Linked DNA regions of Mus musculus: region 2 is linked to region 1. Evidence: chromatin contacts called from public HiChIP or PLAC-seq data. All regions are on one chromosome and are shown on one strand. The core of a region is the stretch at or near the end of the contact, and the rest is flanking DNA. Distances in the headings are between cores, read along the strand shown. Region 1 has its middle 9.6 kb from the start of Gm46502. Region 2 has its middle 38 kb from the start of Oxr1.

Region 1 (5,276 bases), core at 2,083-4,582:
AAGAATACACAGTGTTAAGTCAAAAGGCCTGGGGTTGCTTCCCAACAACACTCACATAGTGACTAACAACCACTTGAAATTGTAGTTCCAATGGATCCAATATCCTTTTCTGGCCTCTGTGCATAGAAGCCATTTGCATACATTTGCCAAAACACACATAAGGTAAACAAATAAATCTGAAAAAATATTAAGCAGCGATCTTTTACAGAGGCAGTCAGTGACAGTAGGAAGAGCTACCTTCTCTGGTACAGAAGCAAGCAGACTTGGCTGAGTCAGTCAAGACGCAGAAGCTTTGAAGCAGCACAAGAGGAATTAGTTGATATGGAGGGAGCCTCTTTTGTACTCAGCTGCTGTTGGTGTCTCCAAAGGTGGGCACAGCGTAGTTGTTTCTGCCATAGCTCTGCAAGCTGTGAACACTGAGCAGACTGCAAGTCGCATTCAACAGCTGCTTCAAGAAGCAACTACCAGGCTGGAGAGATGGCTCAGTGGTTAAGAGCACCAACTGCTCTTCTGAAGGTTGTGAGTTCAAATCCCAGCAACCACATAATGACTCACAACCATCTGTAATGAGATCTGATGCCCTCTTCTGGGGTGTGTGAAGACAGCTACAGTGTACTTACATATAATAAATAAATAAATCTTTAAAAAAAGTAGCAACTACCCTATAGCAAGGTGGAATGGTCTGCTGACTGAAAGGAATTGTGGCGAACACCAGAACAGGAAGAAACTGCTTGACCTTGCATCACCCTCTGCGGACAGCGTAGCAGGGAGCCGCTACCCAAGCAGAGGAACTGTGTGTAGTTCCATTTCCAGTAGAAAAGGAGAGAAAGATGGGTCTGGGCAGTATGTGAATGCATATTTCTTACTTTATCCAGTAAAAGCTGGAGAAAGTTGACCAGGTTGTGCCTCTTCAAAGAGACCCACAGCTGTTAGAAAATTCTACGATTATTTTGAAATTAATGTATATCAGCACTTACTTAGCTTCTTTATCTGTGTAATGACTGTGGTCATAGCAATTATCTTTTGTTGTTGAAAAGCACTTAGAGGAGTAGGGGACACAGACTGAGAACATATGATCAATACATTTTAGTTATTATTTATTACTACACTGCCATCCTGGTTTGATTTTGATCACTGTCATAAAACACTAACCAAAGCCAACTTGTGGGGGGAAAACTTATTTGGCTTACAATTCCACATCACAGTCCATCATTGAGGGAAATTAGAATAGGAATTCAAGCAGGAACCTGGAGGCAGGAGCCCATGCAGAGACCGTGGACTGGTGCTGCACACTGGCTTTTTCTCCATAGCTTACTCTGCCTGCTTTCTTAGACCATTCAGGGCTATCTGCCCAGGATTGACACTGCCCACAGAGGGCTGGGCTCTCCCACGTCAATCATTAATCAAGAAAATGCCCACACAGACTTGTTCACAGGCCAATCTGTTGATGGCAACTTCTCAATTAAGGTTCCCTCTTCCAAAATAATTCCAGCTTCTGTCAAGTTGACCCAAAACCAAACCAAACCAAAACAAACGAAAAAGACAAGAAAAGAAATGAACAACAAACCCTTAACAACCACAAATTGGCTTGCTTACTTGGATAATCAAGAATTCAAGTACTAAAAATATATTTCAGGGCCTCAAACAATATATAGAGATCTAATACAACTTGGGTGCAACTTGAGAAATAGGTGTAGACGTTTACCCACTGTCAAAACAGCCCCTGGAAATAACTGCAGACTTAATTGATTTTTTTCATACACCGCAGCTGACTAGTCCACCCTTCTCCCATCAGTCCCCAGCATTCATAGCTACCGCCGCCTCTGGACCTCAACCACCATGGTTAGAGGTGCTCCGGCCCAGGAGCAACAGGGCTGAAAGGGCCAAGGTAGCAAGTCAGCTTCATCAAGACTGTTAAGGCCTGGAATTCTGAATTTAGCAGCATGAACTTCTACATGGGTTCGGAAGCACGGAAGTTCAAGGATACTTAGCCATCACTGCGGAAGGGGTGGGCGTAGGTGGGGTGGGGTGGGGGGTGGGGGTGGTAGGTTTTTTTCCTTGATAATATCAACAAAAGAAGGCTGTATGTAGCTTCTGGAATTAAATGGGTGCAGTTTCTTGTTCTTTGTTTTTCCTCCAAGCTGGGGACTGAGGTGAAAACCTGGAGGTGGTTAATTTAATGACTAGACGAGGAGGAAAATGAACCTAAAACCTTCCCACTGCTTCTGTAGACTTCAGTGTCAGACGTTTTTATCCATTAGTAGTTTTACAACACGTTATTAACCCATATCAGTTTTGCCATATTTCATAATAGGATGGATTTTTTTCAGCTATACAAATAGTGACCACTATGAAATGTATTTTATTATGAAATAGTTGAACATTTATAATTGACTGATAGCATATTAGGTTTATTTATAACGATGTCATTTGTGCGACCAAAATTAAACAGAGCGACTTTTGATGAATAGGGATTAAGTTTGCGCTCCCAGCACATCTAGTTACTTTGGAATCTGAAGATGGCATTGTAAGACTCTGATGAGCCTTAGCTTACTGGGGACCCCTGATTGAACCACTCAGAGTGGGGGAAGCATGCAAAAAGCAAGAGGAATTTATTGTTCCAATGCGTTTGGGGTCATCCTGCACCGGAAGGAGAGGCAGCCTCAAGCAGCCCAGTCAGGGAGTTTTTTATACAGTTTTCGGAGCAGCAGCCATTAGTCACAATGTGATTGGCAGAACAGTGTAATTTTTAAACTGATTGGTCACTAGGGGAATGAGGTGGCAAGAACTTCCCTTGTCTGTAGGTGGCCTTGTCTGTAGGTCTGTCCTACAGAATGTGTTTACCTCCTTTGGACCTCCCCAGCCTGCAGGTAGAGGTTGATCAGTGTCTCCCGCCCCACCTTGGCTGAGGAATGTTAATTAGCCCCTCCTTTCTGGAGGGGAGGGGTGCCTAAGTGTTCCATGACCTTTTTTCTTCCAGGAGGGGAGGGGTCTGGTGGCATTTTCCAAAGGTCCTGAACTGGCCTCTTCAACACACCATTAGGTGGGTGAATCCTTTGAATTCTCTGCTTCCCTTCGAATTGGGAAACAGTTTTCATTTACTTTCATAAAGTCGAAGGTAATAAAATGGCAGTTGTTTTTGTTGCCCGAGAAATGGAAGGAGCAAGTTCAAGGATAAAAATGAGTAACTGCTGTGGGCTGAGGTTGTTCGAATAAGCAATTCCGTTCTTTTGTGAAAAATTCTCGGTTCTCCATTAATTACATGAACTTCCTGTAGGGCTACAAAGTATCTGCGGCAGTTATTTAAAGAGCAGCACCACCTAGTGGCTAAATAATGCAACTACTTTATCCTAAACAGAAAAGAAAAACAGTTTCAATATCCAGACAGGTAGCTATCCAAACAGTGTCTGTTATTAGAACTATTCCTCACAAGTTTTCTTATTTACTGACTTCACTGTTTTAAAATATGGTTTTTTTTTAAAATAAAAAGGTCTGTAACCATAACAAATGTTAACTCTTCCATGTTCACTTTAAGAGCATTAAAAATTATTGGAAAGGTCACTGTGGTAATTTTAACATTGTGATCTTTAAAAATGAATTTTAAAGAACCTTTAAAATATTTGCTCCTTTAAGGCATTGAAATTCACTTACTAAAATTATTACATGTTTCTTATAGTCTCATTTGTACGGACATATTTTGAAGGCATTTAGTTCAAAAATCTTCAGCCATAAAATACCATCAGAATTCAAAAAGCCATTTGGAGAAGGACATATATTTATTATACTGTTAGTATGATTATTTAGAGTAGTGATTCTCAACTTAATTTTGGTATCACTTAATATAGTATCTCATCTTGTAACATGTTCCCCAGCCATAAAATTATTTTCATTGCTACTTCATAGCTGTAATTTTGCTAGTAGCATGAATGTAAATGTTTGTGTTTTCTGATGGTCTTAGGAGCCCCCTTGAAAAAATTGCGGGTCGCGACCCACAGTTTGAGAATCACTTATTTGGAGCCAGTCTTGCGCATCTACAGAAGCATTTGGTTCAGAATACAGTGTTGCTGCCCTCTTGTGGCTAGAAGAGCACACCGCGCCTGGATATGATCAGTCAAAGAGAAAGTTTTATAATTTAAGAAAGAAAAGAAAAAAAGGAATGCGAGCCGTTTTCACATTTGTTTATCCACCATAGCCAAAGTTCCAAATGCTTAGTTAATTTACTTACAGGGCCAACCAAAGGAAATGAACTTATTTGAACTTCCCATCTGAATTTATTTAACCATACACTCCCCCAACCACACACATACCCCTACTTACATAACTTTCACTAACCACTACAAACCCTGCAGAACATCTTTTGTAAAAGTACGAGTTAACACCTTTTACCTAATACTGCGGTAATTGGTTTTGTTCTCACTCTTAGTATCTTAAAGAATAAACTGCATCTAAGTTAAGCTGAAAATCCTCCCTTTGACTTCCATTTCATCCTGGGATGAGTTCAGTAGCTCTTTCCAAGGTGCAGGACATGCATTTTATGTGCTGAGATGCTCTGGCCCCTGTCGTTGTGGCACTGAATGGAAAACAAGCTTTCGATGCATGTTCCAAATGCAGAAGCCAAGCGCTTCCTACAATGTTGGCTGGGACACTGCTGCTAGGATGAATGGTGCTTTTCAGATTCCTCGCAGCAGAGAGAGCGGGTTTTCCAGGAGGAGTTCCGACTTCCTGTTTACATCTCTCATCTTGGATTAGGAGTTTTATGGAGGACTAAAGGAAAACAAGGCAGAAACAAAGGAGCGATTTAGCCTCTGCTTTAAGATACAGGCATCTTAGGGCAGCGTTTTTGTTTTTTTTTGTTTTTGTTCCCTGTCTGAAGGCTTCCTAAATACTTCTGTTTACAACAGCCCGCTTGGTACTTGACTTTATAAAGTAGGATCCAGTTGTGGAAGAGGAAGAAATAAAACGCGTCACTTGTTGGGTTTCAGAGAAAGCAAGCAATGGAGACAGCAAAAGTGGTGTTCATTAAAGGAATTTAGGGCATCATTTTGACCTTTAGTCTGGGGTTCTATGCCTTCTGTGATCTTGAGTTGTGTTTCATTTGCCATCTAGATTTGCACTTTTGAACAATGAATTCTTTTTTTTTTTAGAATTAATTTTTTATTAGGTATTTTCCTCATTTACATTTCCAATGCTATCCAAAAAGTCCCCAATACCCTCCGACCCCCCCCCCTCCCCTACCCACCCACTCCCACTTTTTGGCCCTGGCATTTCCCTGTACT
Region 2 (5,276 bases), core at 1,925-4,424, 250 kb before region 1:
GGCCCGAGGAAACTTTAATTTTATGGGATACTTTTGATGAATCTTGAAGCCATGTGTCTTTGGTCTGATTTAACTAACAGCACAATCCATGTGGTCAGTGGCTATTTCTTCAGGTTTGGATTGGTATTCACAAACCATATTTGAGTACTAATCCAGTGGATATGTGGGTTTCAGTGTTACTTCTTCTATTTGGGCTTCAAAAAAGATACATTTAAAATTTTAATTGCATTTAAATGGATGTTTATTGCCGTCTTAGAAACTTGGAGTAAGTAGAGGGTAACTGGACTTACAAATCAATTGTCTTTCCTTGATATCATTTTTTTTAAACCTATATCCTCCCTACTAGAAAGAAGGGGGTTAAGAAGATGGCAGCCTACAGGTGGACGCCATAAGGCATGCTCCAAGAGAGTACCTATTTGGTGATTCATGTCGGCCAGAACTGCATAATAACAAGGGTTTTTGACATGGGTTTCATTAGCAGTTCCTCTATCTGTACAATATGAAGGTAAGAGAAAAACAAAACCATAATTTTGTGTGTTTTAATCTTAGAACTCACTCACAAGCAACAGTAATGGTAAAGAACAGATGTGGGGATCCTAGGTATTTGAGCAATATTCTTCATAAAATCACAAATGGTTGATGCTGCCCTTTAACATTGATCCGTGATGATCGCAACCAGCATGTTCATCATAAAAGTATGTGTACTGGCTGGTTTTATGTGTCAAGTTGACACAGGCTGGGATTATCACAGAGAAAGGAGCTTCAGTTGGGGAAGTGCCTCCATGAGATCCAGCTGTGGGGTATTTTCTCAATTAGTGATCAAGGGGGAAAGGACCCTTGTGGGTGGTGCCATCTCTGGGCTGGTAGTCTTGGTTCTATAAGAGAGCAAGCTGAGCAAGCCAGGGGAATCAAGCCAGTAAGGAACATCCCTCCATGGCTTCTGCATCAGCTCCTGCTCCCTGACCTGCTTGAGTTCCAGTCCTGACTTCCTTTGGTGATGAACAACAGTATGGAAGTGTAAGCCAAATAAACCCTTTCCTCCCCAACTTGCTTCTTGGTCATGATGTTTGTGCAGGAATAGGAACCTTGATTAAGACAGTATGTTTCATATGTGGGGAGTATGAAATAACATAATAAACATATTAACCATGCATACACATATAAAACATTCTCAGCTTTATCGTAATTACATTATGTAAATAATGGACAGAGTATAAATCATTCTGGTTTTTTGGAGTGTAATTTTGCCAATTGTTATCAAAATCACAAATGTGATCAGGACACTAGCACTTGCACAGTGGACAGATGATTCATTGGAAAAAATCATCAGAGTGCTATACTTGTAACAGCAAAAGACTGAAAACAACTAAAATGTTAGTCGATATATGAGGAATAAAGTAAAAATAGTGTATTCATACAACGGTTCAACTTGCAGATACTTAAAATATCAGAAGCTTTTAATACAGTGAATTGAAATGATATTTTTCAAGATGCACAGACTGTTAATACAAAGTACAAAGAAGTTGGTTACTAGAATGCTATTTGTGCAAACAAGAGAGAGGACAGCAAGGATGCCCTTATCCTAGTGTAGCACATCTTTGGTGGGTCACATCAGGAACTGATATTGCTAGCAGTCAAGGAAGAAAGTGGATAATTGCACATCAGTGATAGAAGACAGATCTATGTACCATGAATAATGAAACTATAAATAAATTACCTACTCAAGAATGAAATGTAGTAAGAAAAATAGAGGAAAATGCCTATTCATGACCAGTGATCTTTTTCAATTAAGATTTAAAATGTCATCTTAATTTTAGAAACAATGCCATACCCTGGACATCTGTAGTTGGCACAAACTTGTTTTGGACTGTAACAGACACAGTGAATCTGCAGAACCCATTCATCTTCATATTAAACAAATGGGAGATTTAAAGGGCAAGTCAGTCAGATGGATTGTCTTGTCTTTCTCACTTTCAAATGGCACTAGTAATTTCTACCATTTCTCCTGGGGCCTGGTATACTTTCCTGCTTATAACTGTGGTGAGCTAAAAGATCACCCGAGATGCCAGTAGATCAGGCCCTCTAGCCAATTGTTATGCTTTCCACTAAAGCTCTTCTCTTTCTCAAAAGGCACGCTATTTGAAGGGAGATCCACAGCAGGGCTTATCTCCAGTTTTCTGTAAGATAGCTAGGTGGATGGATGGATGGATGGGTGGATGGGTGGATGGGTGGATGGGTGGATGGGTGGATGGATGGGTGGATGGATAGATAGAACAGAGAACAGAGACAAGCAGATAGACATAATCAGAAAAACAAAGGATGGAGACTACTTCAAAAGCTCTAAATTCTTACTCATCTGATTTAACACAAGAAATTCCTCTTAATAGTATAAATTCTACTGTAGCCTCCCTCAGCCTTGAAGCAGGCTGATCCAGACTTTGACCTTGCTGCCACTAAGAAGGAGATTACCTAGGGTAGAGCCTTCTGACCTTGATGGCTCTATTTGCTCTTCTCCAAGACTCTGCTTTCTGCTGAAAGGTCCTTGAGACGTTCCGGAGACACACCCTGTAGATCGCCTACTGCCTTGCTCCAGGCACCGAGAATGGGCTGGCGGGGGATGGGCCTCTTATAAGCACGGACTCTCAGTAAACTTCAGAGGCTTTGAACAGAAAGATTTGTCTTGACCTCATTCTTTTCTCACCGTCTGATCTCTTTCAGCCCCAGCCCGCCTTTCAGGGGAACCCAGTTCATGTGGCCCCAGGCAGCTACATTCTACGACCCTTCTAAACTTGTATCAAAATACCCTTGAAGTGATCACGTATTTACTATCCATGACTTATTTATTTTCTCCAAAAATTCTGTATGCCTAACCATTTTCAATAAAGACTTGGTTTGGTTTATGAGACTAGACGTAGACTTTTCATGCTCCCCTTTGCACTGACCAGGCTCAACATAGATCTGAAATTGCTCTCTCTGAGATCACCCTTCAGTATTGGGAGCACTACCAGTTATTAAACGGCTTCTACTTTGCTAGTTATTACAATGAAGTATAGAAACGTATCAGGAGCACAGCTCTAATTCAGGTTCAAGAAACACATTAACCCAGCACACACGAACTGCACCAGAATTTGTGGCTGCACTGAACTGAGTGAGGCTGTTGCTGAGTCAGGAGCCCATGGTGTTAGTCCCAGAACTTAACAGTTCTCTAGAATTCCTGGATCGTTTGGTAGAGGCACACCACATGTCTTCAAACTCCTATTCCTTTTCTTCCGATAGTCTTTCGTTTCTCTTTCCTGGGATGGGTGGGCAGGAACCACGGAATCTTGTGAGTAAAGTATCTGTGTCATCTGCCCCCAGCCCTGAGCTCTGGATATCTCACTGGAGGCTCTAGCACGCCTGTTAATCCTCTCATAAGAACACACAGATGGTTGTATATTTTTTGCTCTCTGCTTTTAGTAGATGCTAGGACTGGAAGATGGGGGCAATTTCCTTTCCTTTACTGATTTTCAGGAAAAAGAAGTAGTCATATTTATTTATAATGTAAAACTTCCTTACTTAACATCAATCTAACCAGAGTATCATGAGCTTGGTTATCTTTGACTCCTACCTGTTTCTTTCATGTACATTTTGTTTTAAGAAAACAACAACAACAACAACAACAACAACAAAAAACCAACTCTTGTCTTTGCTGTTTTTTTCCTCATCTCAGATCTTTACTTAAAATGAATAATTAAAACCACACAACTAAAAACACCAGAAACCATGCAGTCAAAGTAATTTATTTTAATTAAAATTTGATTCACAGGATTCAAACTTGTCCCATAAGGCAAAAACTTGCAGCCAAATTCAGAGGATGTCTGGGGAGCCTGGCAAAAGTCCATCAGCATTTCTAATACCAGTATAAGCTTAAGATCATTAAAACGACTCCAGGGAAATAAGTAGCAATGATGAGAAAAAAAATAGATATTAATGTATATTTCAATGTTTGATCTGGAGGGACTATGGACGCTGTTGGGCTCCGAAGTTTAAAGATACTGACAATTTCAGAAAAGGAACCTAACAATATTTAAATGCAGTGTAAAAGTGCAAGTTTATATGTCCAAAGTAGCAAAATAAAGTTAATATAAGGATGGACAGTCAAGAGTAGAAATAAAATGCATGCATTATTAGAGAAATGAAATTCCTTACTTTGTAATTCAACTTCTAAAGAAGCACACTTGCAAAGGATTTGGGAAGCAAAGGCAGTCTGAGTTCAAGGCCAGATTTGTCTGTATAGTGAGTTCCCTGTAGCCAGAGATACACAGTGAGATTCTGTCTCAAACCAAACAAACACATAAAAAGATTGTAAAACAGAAGAACCATGTTTGCAATAATCACATGGAAACAGCATCATCAACACACTAGAACTATCTTCTTATAGCCTCGTGTCTTTAACTTCACTTCTATTTCTAAATGTTAACACTTTTTTTTTTCCTGGTATGGGGATTGAACCCAAAGCCTTGGACACACTAGGGAAATATTTTGCATCATGTGTGTGTGTGTGTATGTGTGTGTGAATTTTATACTTTGAATTCTAAAATATAATGAATAAATATGTACTTTTATTTTATGTTATCAAGCCAGGCTTCTGACCGTGCCAGTAAACCTGCTCTGTGCTGAGCTAGGCCCGGGCATAACTCCTTTTCCTGTCTGCATGTCACCTGACCTCACTTCTCCTAACCACTGGCGTCTCTCACACCTAATGTTTGTCCTTCAGCTCTTTCATTGAAGATACAACACATGTCAGATAATATCTCAGGAACTAGGATCCAGAAGTGGACAAATCCAGGCCAGCCTGAATATTTAAAGTGATAGATGTTCATAAATGATTATTAAATCCAGTCAAAAGAAATACTCAAGTGAAAGAGAAGATGGGCTATATGAATAATTGAGAAACTTTATTCTGTTTATTTCTCTGCTTTCGTTAGACTAAAAATAATAATCAGGATTGACTTTATGTGAGAATCATGTTGCACTTCATCTAAAATGATAAAAGAAGTTGTCAGCCATACTTGGTTTCTGATGCTATAATACTTGGAGTTTTATCTGTCAAGAGTATACCATAAAAACACCTGGATGAACTGAGCATAGTGGTATACACCTTTAATCCCAGCACTTGGGAGGCAGAAGCACTCTGATTTCTGTATTTAAGACCAAGCTGGTCTACATGTCATGTTCCAGGCCACTCAAGTTAACACAAGACGTGGTGTCAAAAGAAATGGGTACAAACAAATGAG

Evidence for each region. HiChIP or PLAC-seq counts read pairs in DNA pulled down with a chosen protein or histone mark.
Region 2: a contact with region 1 is called in an H3K27ac HiChIP or PLAC-seq map of embryonic stem cells, with 9 read pairs. The contact joins two enhancer-like sites. A contact is called at or near these places in 1 of 15 datasets of contacts at CTCF or cohesin (the NIH/3T3 cell line), 6 of 484 Hi-C or Micro-C datasets (cumulus cells, embryonic stem cells, forebrain and 1 more) and 4 of 115 datasets of contacts at active chromatin or transcription factors (astrocytes and embryonic stem cells).

What each region holds. Positions count from the first base shown.
Region 1 is chr15:41,161,832-41,167,107 of GRCm38.p6, reverse strand. No RefSeq gene overlaps it. Among named protein-coding and RNA genes, the nearest start is that of Gm46502, 9.6 kb to the left of the region's middle. Within about 2 kb of position 3,332, at least 74 of the 459 cell types and tissues checked have an H3K27ac peak or open chromatin away from gene starts, as enhancers often do. A contact at or near this core is called in embryonic stem cells, where this site is marked.
Region 2 is chr15:41,406,854-41,412,129 of GRCm38.p6, reverse strand. No RefSeq gene overlaps it. Among named protein-coding and RNA genes, the nearest start is that of Oxr1, 38 kb to the left of the region's middle. Within about 2 kb of position 3,174, at least 7 of the 459 cell types and tissues checked have an H3K27ac peak or open chromatin away from gene starts, as enhancers often do. A contact at or near this core is called in embryonic stem cells, where this site is marked.